2 separate regions of the Mus musculus genome follow, and region 1 is linked to region 2. The links are chromatin contacts, called in public HiChIP or PLAC-seq maps. All regions are on one chromosome and are shown on one strand. The core of a region is the stretch at or near the end of the contact, and the rest is flanking DNA. Distances in the headings are between cores, read along the strand shown. Region 1 overlaps Gnai3 (guanine nucleotide binding protein (G protein), alpha inhibiting 3). Region 2 holds the start of Eps8l3 (EPS8-like 3).

Region 1 (6,827 bases), core at 3,617-6,116, 240 kb after region 2:
AAAAAGAGAAGACATTGTTAATCAGAAAAACATTTACAAAGCTACCCCGCCCCCAGTGGTAACTAAACTGTCTCAAGTTTTACCTTTTACTATGCCATCCTCTCAATAAAGCCCACATTCCTTTAAGTTGTTTTTAATGATGACATCCGTAACAGCATCAAAAACAAACTGCACATTTTTGGTGTCTGTGGCACAGGTGAAGTGAGTGTAGACCTCCTTGGTATCTTTTCTTCGGTTCAGATCTTCAAACTGGCACTGAATGTAAGCAGCTGCCTCTTCGTATGTATTGGAACCTGAGGCAGACGACCAACATTGTCAAGTGTAACAGCTGCCTGCACCCAGCTAAGTTAGGCCATCAGCATTTACTTACGGAAAGCAACACCACACAACTGACTACAAACAGAATTCTGCCTCTATTTCTATTACCCTTAGGATTTTCTGCAGTCATTGGATTTTTCATAAGAAAGACTCACACGGACACTAAAACCAAACCATCATGCTCAAGGGATGAGGAAAACAAGTTTCACTTCCTCTGAGACCCTGACCTTGGAGTGACCCTGGACGAAGGGCTCCCAACAGGTAAAGCATTTATTTAAACATCATTCCAATCCTAGAGAGGCACCAGCAAAGGCAAACTAACAGATGGGGAACAAGTGGGACCCCAGTTATAGACTCTGACACCTCTCCTCACCCGGCACCGCCTTCAAACTCATGGCTTCCTACCTCGCCCTCCCAAGTGCTGGGATGCAGGCACGGTGCCCATCCACAGCCAGTAACACACTTTAAAGGATAAGTCTGTCTCAACAAGCAGCTGCTTTCTAAGGAGTAGGGGCACGAGGAGACCAACAGAAAGCCTTCTTTTTAATATATATAATTAACACTCAGTCGTCCACTTTCCACACGGTCTTAGAAACCGCCTGTAGCGTCAAGGACACTGTCAAAACAATGTACACTGTTTTCATAAACCAGAGCCTATTTTGGGTGAGATCAAGCATGGCAAGAAATATCAAGTAAGTACATAAAGAAGCCTGGGAGAAAGAAAGAACACATGAAATACAGAACTAAAGGAAGACTACTTTGTTAGGTGCCTAGAGCTCGCAACCCCCCTCCCATCTTGGTTTTTCAAGACAGGGTTTCTCTGTGTAGTCTTCACTCTCCACAAGGCTGGCATCTTATGGGAGTCAGTTCCCTCCTGTAATCCAAGTCCAGGAGCTGAACTCAGGTCATCAGGTTTGGAGGCACGCACCTTATCCGATGGGCCACCTCACTGTCCACTCCCCTTACTTTCTAAGAGATTCTGGTTCTTTTCTTTTGTATCCTTTATAAACCTTTATTTCTCTCCTGTTGGTAGCTAGTATTTGTCTCATTTTATCGTTTCTCGCCTCATTTTATAGTCATCTCTCTGGTAACTTCATTTATCTCCAATAAGTTAATTACTGCTGTTCTCAGGTTTATACATCTAAGCTAACCTTTCCCTAAGTCCCTAGTATAAGGATCACTACCAAACAGACACTTCTATCTGGTTATTCTACAGATACTTCTAAAACAACATTCCAAAATATAAATTCAGATCATAGCAAAGTATCCAACTGAGAGACTTGAGTGAAGACACCTTTGACTTTCTAATGTTTGCTGAACCTTTCACTGTATTCTCAAAAGAAAGCAGAGTCTCAGATAGTGAGAGCCCCCATCCACGGAAACAGCTCAGAGAGTCCCCTTCTCACTCTGGCCATCTGGTCACAGCTTTCATAATGGCACAGTTCTGCCATTGTTGTCTGTGATCCCTAATTTCAAATAGCCGACTGGCCCACAGCGTTTTACCTTCTTTAGCTATAACCAGAATCTTTCCCAGAGAAACTTGAATTGGAAGTCAAGCAAACCCAGTATGACCTCATTGTTTTAATGGAAGAGACACAGAAATGGTGGCAATGCCATCCTTCATCTTATAAACTGAATAGTAAAGGACATTAGTGGGGACAGAGAAGAATAGACATGGAGCCAAGGAAAGAGACAGAGATGAAGTGACCTCCTTTAGAGGTGCCTCCCTCGCACTGGCACTGACTTCACAGTCTGACTTTCACTCCTAGCCCCACCCATATCCTTGTCCTTGGCTTTTAAGATGCCATCCTGGCTCTCACTGAAAGGTTGTATCTGCATCCGAAGGCAGTCCTTACTGCCGTCCTCACTACACTGCTGCTAGACTGCTGTTCATACACCATGTGCCCAAGGCCACTTGTCACTAGCTCGACACAGGGCCAGCCTCTCCCTGCTAGTACGTTAAATTCCACAGCTGCCACATGCCCCTTCTCCATTTCTTACATGCAACTGTCTTCTCTAAATGCCTCTATTCTGCCTAATGACTTTCATTAAAAAGTTTGTTTTTATATCTCTTTGGACATATGCCAAAATTTCATGTTTGTATTTCATTTTCCTCCAAAGTGAGGACACTGATCTCTGAAGTCACACTCGAAACTTAATGGCGTTTCTTCAGATGCTTACTGCTGCGCCCACTGTGAGTGAGTGCATGAGTCCTGCATGAGTCCTGGGGCAGCTGATGGCAGCTGGGAAGCACTGACCTACGATGCACACCTCCAACAGCACCTCACGCCCTTTACCTGTGTATTCTGGATAACAGATTGTTAATGGACTCCTCTTTATTTTTTCCTCAAAAAGGTCTTTCTTATTAAGAAAGAGAATGATTGAAGTGTCTGTAAACCATTTGTTGTTACAAATGCTGTCAAACAATTTCATGCTTTCATGCATTCGGTTCTGAAAAACAAACATGGTTATGACAGATTAGCAGCAAGAATAAAAAGCAGATTAGTTCACATACCAAGAAGTTTTAAAACAACAAACTGAATTCATGGAAATAGAGTAGGTCCTAATGTGACTTGAAGCCTAGTCAGTCCTGATTTGCATAATTCTTGGGGTAAGGGGTTAAGAAGATGACAAGATGCAATCCTGTGCACACAATGTGGCTACCAAGAGCAAATGTGCAATGGAACAAGGATTTGGGAACTCTAGCCCCACTGACAAGAAAATACAGGGCATTAAGTTTTGGTTCCGTGAGCCAGCAGTGGCACCCGTCTTCCTTGAGTCACGCTCACTTCCTAGCTGTATCAGATGGACTTTCTACCCCAATCGTCAACATACCATTTCCTCATCCTCAGCCAGAACAAGGTCGTAATCACTGAGAGCCACACAAAAGATAATTGCTGTCACTCCCTCAAAACAGTGAATCCACTTTTTTCGTTCGGATCTTTGGCCACCTACATCAAACATTCTGAGTAAGGGGAAAAAAAAAAAAGCACAGATTTAGTAATGTCACACTTATAGTTATTTCTCTCGAGACTGTCGTGGTTAGAACCTCTCCATTATCACACACTCAAACCCCATTTGTAACAAAGACAAGAAGCAAATCAATGTGTCTAAACCATTGTCAGTGGTTAAAAGTATAGGCCACAGCTGAACCTCCCCCTTTCAACACAGGTGCCAAAGTCAGCAGAGTTAAGAACTAAAAAGGACTAAAGGAAGAAGAGCTCAACAGTAAGGCTTAAGATAACGGTAGCCATGACAACTGCTATTTGTTCCGTGTTTACCATGGTGCCAGGCATTACCCTAGACCATCTGGCACTCTAAGTCCTGTCTCTATATACTTTCCATAGTCCCACTCTGACTTTTAAACTGGTTTGTTCTGAATACCCACCTTGCATCTGAGCTCAAAGTTTATTTGCCTGTGTTAATGAAAAACATATGAAGAGAATTATGGGAAAAAATTAAATTTGATATCAGGCTTTAAGAATTTGAGATCTTGTGCTAGGTTTAGGAAGAATGACTATAATCTCAGCATTTAGGAGGCTGAGCTCGAAGAACAGCAAGTTCAAGACCAGCCTGCACTACACAGCAACTGTCTTAAAAGTAACTAAGTAACCAAGTATTCCCCAACACCACCAAAGCTTGCCTGGGCCTAATCATCATCATCATCATCATCAGCAGCAGCAGCAGCAGCAGCAGCAGCAGCACGGGGGTGGGGGTGGGGGTGGGGGTGGGGGTGCGGGGAGGGAAGCTGCTCACACCCTATGTTCTAATCTGGATTTGTTTTAGTCTCCTAATTGCTAAGTTTGTACCAACAGTGTCCATCCTTACTTCCTACATTGACAGGAACAGCTGTCCTACTTTGTCTTTTAGTCAATACCTGAGTCTAGATGGGGTCAGTACTCAAATGCTCACACTCTCTCAAGATCTATATCTGATAGCAATGATAAAGCTTTTTGCTACATTGCTCTAGTGAGTGAAATCTTCAGTAGCCTGGGGTCTAAATTTGCTGAGATTTTTTTCACCCCTACAGATGAGGAGAAGGAAAGTCCACGTGATTTCCCTGTAGACCAAGAGAAGGAAAGTCCACGTGACCTCCCGAATGACGTGAGCATGCATCCTCTTTCTTCCTGACCCAACCCTTCCTTTCGGGGATCTTGCTGTTCTTTGCAACCTTTGGTCTTGCATGACAGCTAAACAGATTGGCCTTAATCCAGGGTCATGTTGTAGGCTATAGAACGGCTAACATTTCACCATAAAAATCTTACAAAGACAGGCACATTAGTACACTAATAATTCCAGTTTACATCCCCATTTTCTATAACGTCCATAAGACAAAGAGATGCTATGAAGTCCCAAAGCTGGCTTTTAGTACCTAGTAACACAGTATTATTCACTAACATCAATATTGTATAAACATTTCCTCATAACTCAAAGCAATTACACAATGCCTTGCAATACTTCAGTAAATGTTTGAATAAATGGATAGTGGTTTTGCCTAGAGAAGGAAGAGAATGAAGAGGTGACAGTACTTCATACTAAGACATCTACATGCCAAAACAAAGTACTTGTGGCACTTTAATCTTGGCTACTGATCCTGGCATGGAAAGATAGTTACCTAGCTAAAGATCAACCTATGACATCAATGAAAAATGGTTTTGGTATTTAATTAGAACTGAATTACTAATTTTTTTTTTTTTTTTTTTTTTTTGGTGTTTTTGAGACAGGGTTTCTCTGTGTAGTCCTGGCTGTCCTGGAACTCACTTTGTAGACCAGGCTGGCCTCGAACTCAGAAATCCTCCTGCCTCTGCCTCCCGAGTGCTGGGATTAAAGGCGTGCGCCACCACGCCCGGCTGAATTACTAATTTTACAGTATACAGAGACACTTCCTTCCTATGGCTTCACAGGGTAATTCGTATAGCTTCTGCGGACTTTGTTAAGTAACTTCATCAGTATTTAAGATAAGCAGCCCATTTACCCGAAACCATTCATCAGGTTTCAAATCCACTTCTTTTTGTTGGTTTGTTTGTTTTGTTTTTTCGAAACAGGGTTTCTCTGTGTAGCCCTGGCTGTCCTGGAACTCACTCTGTAGACCAGGCTGGCCTCGAACTCAGAAATCTGCCTGCCTCTGCCTCCCAAGTGCTGGGATTAAAGGCATGCCCGGCACCAGGTACTTCTTAAACACTGAACACACACTAAAGGAGAAAAGGTTACTGCTAACCTCAAAGGTTACAAACACAGAAAAAAGGAACCAAAAACAGTTTTAGTAATTTTTAAAAGACTATTAACAAAAAGAAGTGCAGAGGCTTTTTCTTGGAATTGCTGGTGCTATGAGAAAATTCTCTGCAAACACTAGAATGTCCTTTACTGTCTACGTCATCATCACCTCTCTAAAACACCTCAATCCCAGGCCTATTTTGCCCTGCACTACAAACTTAATTGAGCATGATGCTGTGCATGTACAAACCCAAGGCCCCCAAGCTTAGCTCTGGCCCATTAACCTTAACGGGAAGGGGAGCCGTCTGAGAGGAGTGGTGCTGCTAAGAAATAGTCCTGTTTTACTGTCAGCACGTCAGCACGTCAGGATGAAGCCATCTATACGTTATTTTCTACCTATTTAGTACGCTCTGATCCTTCTAGCAATAGTCAATACCTATTTGGCAACTAACAAAAGCGTGCTGAAAATGTAAACAAACACAAAATGATAATTGTATAATGAATTCTAATGGTAGGTAAACTATTATTTAATTTTACATTTAATTTTCTCTAAATACTGATGCTATCTGGAGGAGAAAAATAAATAAATGTGTGGGGTGTAATCAGATAAAACATTGAGCTAATGGCTCTTAAATATTAAGTTTCTAAACCAAGGAACACTGCTTACAAAGATCTTACCCCCAGACAGAGAGGCTAACTAAGGGGAGTCAGTAAGCCAGGCATGTGGTATACACCTGCAACCCTAGCACTCAGCAGGCAGAGGTGGAAGATGCAAACTTGAGGCCACCCTGGTCTACACAGCAAGAACTAGGTCATCCAGGTTTACATCATGAGATCTTGACTCAAAAACAAAAGCAAAAAAACTTTTGGTTCTTTGTGCCAGACCCAGGCAAGAACAGGCTATGACGTACTTGAAGTAGAGTTCCTTGAAGGTGAAGTGGGTCTCCACAATGCCTGTAGTCTTCACTCTTGTCCGAAGAACATCTTGCTGAGTTGGAATGTAGTTGGTCTGGGATATTCTATCCAAATCATTTAGGTAGCTAAATAAAATGCATATTGGTTTTTACTTGGTAAAGTCAACCATGGACATGACAAATCAACAGACCAAACTAGCAGCTTGGCAAAAGTCAATTCTGTGACTGGCTAAGTACTGGCACATGTGAGGCCTAGGTTCAATCCCAAGTGCCAACAAACAACAAACAAAGGTACCCTGAAACTCACTGAAGGGCAGAAAAATATTAAATCTTCAGTATCATAGAATGAGTGAAAAAAGTGAATCAAGTATAGGGGAAATT
Region 2 (6,173 bases), core at 1,302-3,801:
TTTGTTTACAACTCCTTCTCTTCTCATCGCAGTTGTCATAGAGACTCAGAGATAGGGTCACAGCCCTGAGTGTGATGCAGGCACTCATAAAATGACACATGCAGCAGCCAAAGGCCAGAATCATCACATCCCTAGGCAGGGAGAAGGAGATTTCTTAGAAGGCAAGAGTCATCCGAAGATTTGAAGTACAGCATGTGTTCCGATCAGTAATCCGGGCACAGACAGCGCCTAGTCAGGTGCAAAGCATGACTCAAATAGAATTACAAGATGTCCTCCAAGTGGAGGGTAAAGTGCAACTAGCATTGGGTGGTGGGAGATAAGGTGTATTTACAGCAGGAGCCTGGACTTCAGAGGGCCTCAGCTGCTGTAAGGGGTGCTGAAGTGGTTTGGGTTCAAAAATGAATAACCAAATCCCCACTCAAGGGAGGTCCCCATCCACTCACAGCCAAGGGGGAAGCATGAATAAGAAAAGGGTGGAGGTAAGATGCCAAGTTATTGGACTGTTGTAGCCAGAGGCAGACATTCTGGGGACCTGAAGGAGATGGCCACAGAGTGGGAGAGGAGGAGCCCACCCACGAGGTGATGGGGCTGGCTGATGTAGGGGCTGAAGGAGGAGTAAGGACTGTAGCTCCCCGCTGGGACACACGGAGGTGGGACCACGGCAGAGGAGCCTGGGATGTTTGGAGGGAGGTGATGAACTCAGGTTGTATTTTGAAGCGGCTGTGACTCACAAGTGTGTGTTCTAGCACCTGGCATGGTGCCTGGCAGGAAGCTGAGGAATAAATAAATTGATGATGGATGTTCCCCCAGTCTCTGTAGCCTCATAATTCCAGGGAGATTCTCTCAGGTTCTACTTCCTTCCCACCCAAGCCCCACCTCCTCATTCCATAGTCAGGATTGCTTGGGACCCAAACTGTCTTCCCAAAGAAGCGCCCTTCCCCATCCCTGGGGTGAGTAGCCTGGCCTCTGTATGCCTCCTAATGCCCTGTTTTAGCCAATTTCCATAATACCTAGCACCAAAAAGCTCCAGCCCCAGCCTCGAAACTTCCTAGGCTACAAGGCTCCTGCCTGGTGGACACCCAAAGGACCATGGCGTTCACAATCCTGAGAGTTCCTGGTGTTACAATATCCTTCTCTGCCCAAAGATGTCAGCTAGGTCTCTGTTATGTGTTGAATCCCTGCCCTACCCTGTTTCCAGGTATCCTACAGGAATCCCTGCTGTGCTTACATTGACTTGAAAGACCCTTAGGAAGGACAGGGCCTGGTCTGAGCTGGGAAGAATGAAGTCCTGGTTAGTCACCCAAACCCAGCCTGAGAATGGAATATGATTGGCCTTTAAGAATAAATAAACAAATTAAGGCTATTCAAACCTGAAAGTGGTACAAACCAACAGAAGGCCCAGGGAGGTCTAGGGGGCTAGTTCACACAGGATGGTGGCGAGATGCTGACCAAACAGGCAGTTTGACCTCTAGGCCCCAGAAATTGGCTGCCCAAAGGACCTTCCTGGGGGCTCACAGCAATTCAGTTGGGAGAAGTCCCTCCTAGGTCCAAGCCCTGGACTCTAGGCCATGAGGACAATACTGGATGACTGGGGGAAGCAGGACATCATCTCTCACTTGGTCCTGAGGAAGCCAAGGACACATTCCTGACTGCAGGCTATAGTTATATGATCTGTGGGAGTCTTCTCCACAGATCCTAACCCCAGCAGGGCCTGCGACTCTGTCCCAAGAGGCTTAGCTCCCACATGAGCATCCCTGCCCCTCTCTGCTTCCTTCTACTTCTGCCTTAATTCCTTTGCTGTCTATGTCTGAGCTCCTACATCCAGCTGGGAGTTTCCAGGAGGTAAAAAGTCTGGCCTGCTCCAGGTACCACAGGAGGTTTTTAAACAAAGCAACTTGCAGGAACTAGCAGGTTCTTGAATAGCAAAGGGAGGCCTTAGTTTGAAGGCATCTATTAGGGCCTGGGGGGCATGGGGCAAGGTGAAGAAGAAAGAGTAAAGAACAAGTGTGACCAGAGGGGAGAAGGGACAGGTGGATGTGGCCAGGATGAAATAGCCCTCTTTGTCATACCCAAGTGACCCTGAGCCTACCCCAACTTCTCTGGCAGGCCATGTCCTATTCATGGGCAAGACTTGGGCACACACAATCCCACACTCATGGATGCAGGACAGAAGCATAAAACACACATTCCAACCCAAAGCTTTTCTTGAGCCTATGGTCCATCAGTGGCCTGTCCCTAACTCAGAAACTAGGCTTAGGAGACCACATGTGCCTTCTCTTGTTTGTGGCCCCAGTACCTAATGCTAACCCAGGGGCCTCCCGAGGAGATATGTAAAAGGTAGGGAGATGAGGGGCCACACCTGAGGTCAGAGGCCAACAAGGAAGAAGCTGGAGAGCAGGGGTCTCGGGTAAAGCTCTGGCACCTGTCAGCACAGACACTTCCTCAGGTCCACTACCGTGCTGTGCGGTTGGTGGCCTGAAAGGCCTCTCCACCCTCTAGAGTCCAAAGACCACAGGTGTGGCTTCCTCAAAGCCTGCTTCCTGGCTCTCAGGCCACCTGATCACCAGTAGGTCTCTGCCTGAGGCGCTGGCAGAGAAGCCAAACAGAGCTCCCTCCAACATTAGTGGACCACTGGCTCAAGCATCAGACTCCTTGGGGGACCAAACACCAGGCGGCACTGGCAACCAGGTAAGAGCCTATTTCCAGTGAATAGCAAGGATTGGTGATCCTGGGGCCAACATGGACATCTCGGTGGCTTCCTAGAGTTGGGGCATCTTGCAGTGTCTTCTTAGATTCACGAGCAAGGATTAGCCTCAGGAACTTAGTACCTGCTGGAGACCAGAAAAGGCAAGGAGCTCTAGAAGGCTTTTCCCCTAGGTCAGCCTTGTAAATACCCCTTCCTTGCTCTATACACCTACACAAGGGAGAGCAAAGGCCAATGCCTGGCACTAAAAGGGCCCAGGCAGGTCAAACAGCACCCCCAGCCCTGGGGTGTAGTATCTTTAGTAGTAGCTGTTGAATTATCTCTACCAGCCCACAGGAACACCTGGTGATTTACAGGGACCATTCTGATGTGAAAGACTAGGGCAGGGCTGATCAGAAAAGGGCTCTTTTTTTCCTTCCATTTAGAAGCAGGAATTGAACGCCACTGCCTAGGGAGGCGAGGAAAGGCAGAGGGGAGAGTCAGGCTTCCAACACTCTTTGCTCTTATCTAGGATCGGGGTTTTCCCCACAGGGAACAGAGATTAGCCGCCTCCTCTGTGTTCCCATGATGCTCACTTGGAGAATAATTTTTCCATCTGTGAGTCATCTTATCCACTCTCTGTTATTTTCATAACAGTCCCAATAAATGGGTGTGAGTGCTTCCTTACACTTTGGTCGGGATATTCCAGGGTTACAAAGAACCCTAGTGCGCCAAACAGATCGATGCATGAAGGCACTCAAAACCATGGCCACGGATAACACATTCTCTTGACACATACACACACCCAGCACACACAAATGCTGGACGTTTAACTCCACTCCATTTCAAAAGATGTGTGTTCTAGCCTTCCCCTGCCCCCATGACCCACCACCTAGTGACAGGGACACATTTGTAAGCCACAGAGTTCTGGTTCACTTCCCTATTAAACAGTCAGAGTGACTCTAGGCCTGTTGTCCTCTCGGATAACAGTTTCAGCTCTGGGGTTGTTTTGAGTACTAGCTGGGTCACTGAGGCAAACCCCTTAAAGCTGTGCTCACCAATTGGTGCTGGAGAAGTACCAGTGGATGGATGGAGGTGAAGACTTAAGAGGTAGGGTCAGGAGAGGCTTGGCAGTGGGCTCGGAGTTCTGTCAGGGCTGCGGTGACCACTACTGTTGTCAGAGAGGATTGAGCAATGCTGAAAATACTCTGAGCAGGTGGTGGTTAAAGACAGCTTTACCAGATAGTTGGCTGTGAGCTGCATTTAGAGTTCAGGTGGGGGAGAGTCTCTGGGAGAAAATCTGGAAGCACCAGGAAGAAATGAGGCAGGAGTGGTAGTCAGACATCAGATGAGTGTAGGTCCCAAGCAAGTTCCACAGAGCACACCTCACTCCGTATAAATGTCTGTCTGTCTTCTATCTCTAAATCTGTCTAACATATAGAGACACACATATGCACACACACACAGTCTCTCTCCCAGTCTCTCTCTCACAACACATACACACAAAGTCTCACACACAGTCTCTCTTTTCTCTCTTTCTCTCTCTCTGTCACACACACACACACACACACACACACACACACACACACACACACACCACTGAAATACATTCTACCAGGCAGGGTCATTAGCTGGGAGTGTCCTCCCTATTTGCAGAATTAAAACAAGAGGCTTGCTACTGCAGCTGAGGCCTCTGCTCTCCCAACAGAAGCAACTCATTCATGGTATCTTTCACATCTGAACCCAGATCAAATATGGGAAGCCGTCCATGTAGTGCTCCCAGGAAGGCCCTTCCTCCACTGGCCTCCAAACCTAACAAGATGAGGACCTCTTGGGCAGGACATCAGATGGCTCTAGATAGGTCCCCTGGAGTCAAGGGTTTCGGTTCTGGTCACAGAGTCCCCAGGTCAGAGCAACAGCAGCCAGGCCTTGTATTCCTCCTGTTCCTTAGTCTAATGACTGTCTCTGGTTCATTGTGATTCTAGGAAGCTGCCCTCAGCAGTGTCACCATGTCCCGGCCCAGCAGCAGAGCCATCTACTGTAAGCTTCCTGCCTTCCCTGCCCTGCTCAGCCTCACTCTGGGCCAAGCTTTCCAAACCCCATCTTCTCTACTGTCCCTGCAATTGTCCGAGCCTCACCTCCCTTCTTCTGGCCCCTGCCCTTGATTTTGTACCCACAGTGCACCGGAAGGAATATTCCCAGAGTATGGCCTCAGAACCTACCCTCCTACAGCACAGGGTGGAGGTGAGTACTGGGGCCCAGGCAGTTTCTGAATAAAGCTAGGGTTCCTGTGTATACACTTGCCTTACCAAAATAGATGCCTGACCCTGACACAACAGCTCAACTTGACTGAACTCTATGGAGTCAGACTTACCTATCTTGAGACCTAAATGTCTGCCAAGCCAAGGGGAGTATAGGATAGTTCCAGGGTGGGCAGAGCAGGCCCAGTTAGAGGTTGTAAAACGGGTGCTGGGTCCCTAGATGGAAGCGACAGTGTAAATAGTCAAGAGCCATAGAAAGCTATCCTTTTGATCTCCCTTGGTTTCCAACCTACCTCCTGCACTTGGTTCAGGATTGCACAGGGCTGCTAGGAAAAAGGTATGAGGGTTGCAGCTCTAAGGGCCAGTGTCACAGAGGGGAGAGTCATCCTGTGCTCCCAGACAAGGTCAAGCTACTGGGATGGAGTCTTTGGCCCCACCCAAGTGGACAGCTGGTACTTGGAGATCTGGTCATTTTAATTGGCTTTAAAACTACAAGGATGTGGTCAGAAGAACGTGTTCAACTAGGACATGGTAGGGGCCACAGTGCATGGGGGAGGGTAGGAAGTAGACAGAACCCACCCCCACCCCAGTAGCCTCGGGTGTTAAGAGACAGGTAGGAAACTCACAGTGTAGTGGAGAAGGGGCTCCCCAGCCACTATTCAGCTTCTCTGTAGAGTGGAGCTGGGAATTGGCTTCATTGAGAGCCATCAGGCAAGAACAAGAGGGGACATGCTCAGAGCAACAGGCTATTGGGCTCTGCTGTTAGGGGCAGTGTGGCCACAGAAGGCAGCTGGCCAGGAGTGAGGATTGACAGTCCAGGGGCAGGAGTTAGACTGATTGTCTCCAACAGGAGCCTGGGGGGAGCCTGGGGTAAATGGAAGATGATTCAAGAAGCCAACATTTGGCTGTGGGAAGAGAGGAGGGTGGCTAAGGGGAAAGCTGCCAAACAATGGGTCCAGCAGAAGGCAAGGACTTGGAGGGAACCTAAGAGTGCTTTAGCTCTTTCTGTGCAAGAGTCAGAAAGAGGATACCTCATCTTCCTGAGAGCCCTGGGACACCAGGCTGGTAGAGCTGGAATGGCATTGGGTCTGGGCAACAGGTATGGAAAAGGGCAGGGGTCAGGCAAGTGAGGTCACTGACCTGGGGACAGTAGGTCCTAAGTGCAGCAAAGGGACCGAGGAAGGTCCTACAGCCCACACAGAGGAACATGGATTATTTTGTTGGATGAT

What was found. HiChIP or PLAC-seq counts read pairs in DNA pulled down with a chosen protein or histone mark.
Region 1: a contact with region 2 is called in an H3K4me3 HiChIP or PLAC-seq map of intestinal villus epithelium, with 5 times the contacts expected there. The contact joins the enhancer-like site here to the promoter of Eps8l3 in region 2. A contact is called at or near these places in 15 of 39 promoter capture datasets (the 3T3-L1 cell line, the C10 cell line, the HPC-7 cell line and 11 more), 2 of 15 datasets of contacts at CTCF or cohesin (the NIH/3T3 cell line and large pre-B cells), 2 of 115 datasets of contacts at active chromatin or transcription factors (embryonic basal ganglia and intestinal villus epithelium) and 1 of 9 other capture datasets (pancreatic islet).

The regions. Positions count from the first base shown.
Region 1 is chr3:108,109,320-108,116,146 of GRCm38.p6, forward strand. Gnai3 (guanine nucleotide binding protein (G protein), alpha inhibiting 3) reads right to left here. Exons shown (of 9, transcript NM_010306.3): 5 at 6,444-6,572; 6 at 3,154-3,283; 7 at 2,616-2,769; 8 at 84-293. The coding sequence ends at 103. Among named protein-coding and RNA genes, the nearest start is that of Gnat2, 20 kb to the left of the region's middle. Within about 2 kb of position 4,867, at least 21 of the 459 cell types and tissues checked have an H3K27ac peak or open chromatin away from gene starts, as enhancers often do. A contact at or near this core is called in intestinal villus epithelium and liver, where this site is marked.
Region 2 is chr3:107,874,679-107,880,851 of GRCm38.p6, forward strand. It overlaps Eps8l3 (EPS8-like 3), which reads left to right and starts at 2,552. Exons shown (of 19, transcript NM_133867.2): 1 at 2,552-2,688; 2 at 4,669-4,723; 3 at 4,863-4,927. The coding sequence starts at 4,693.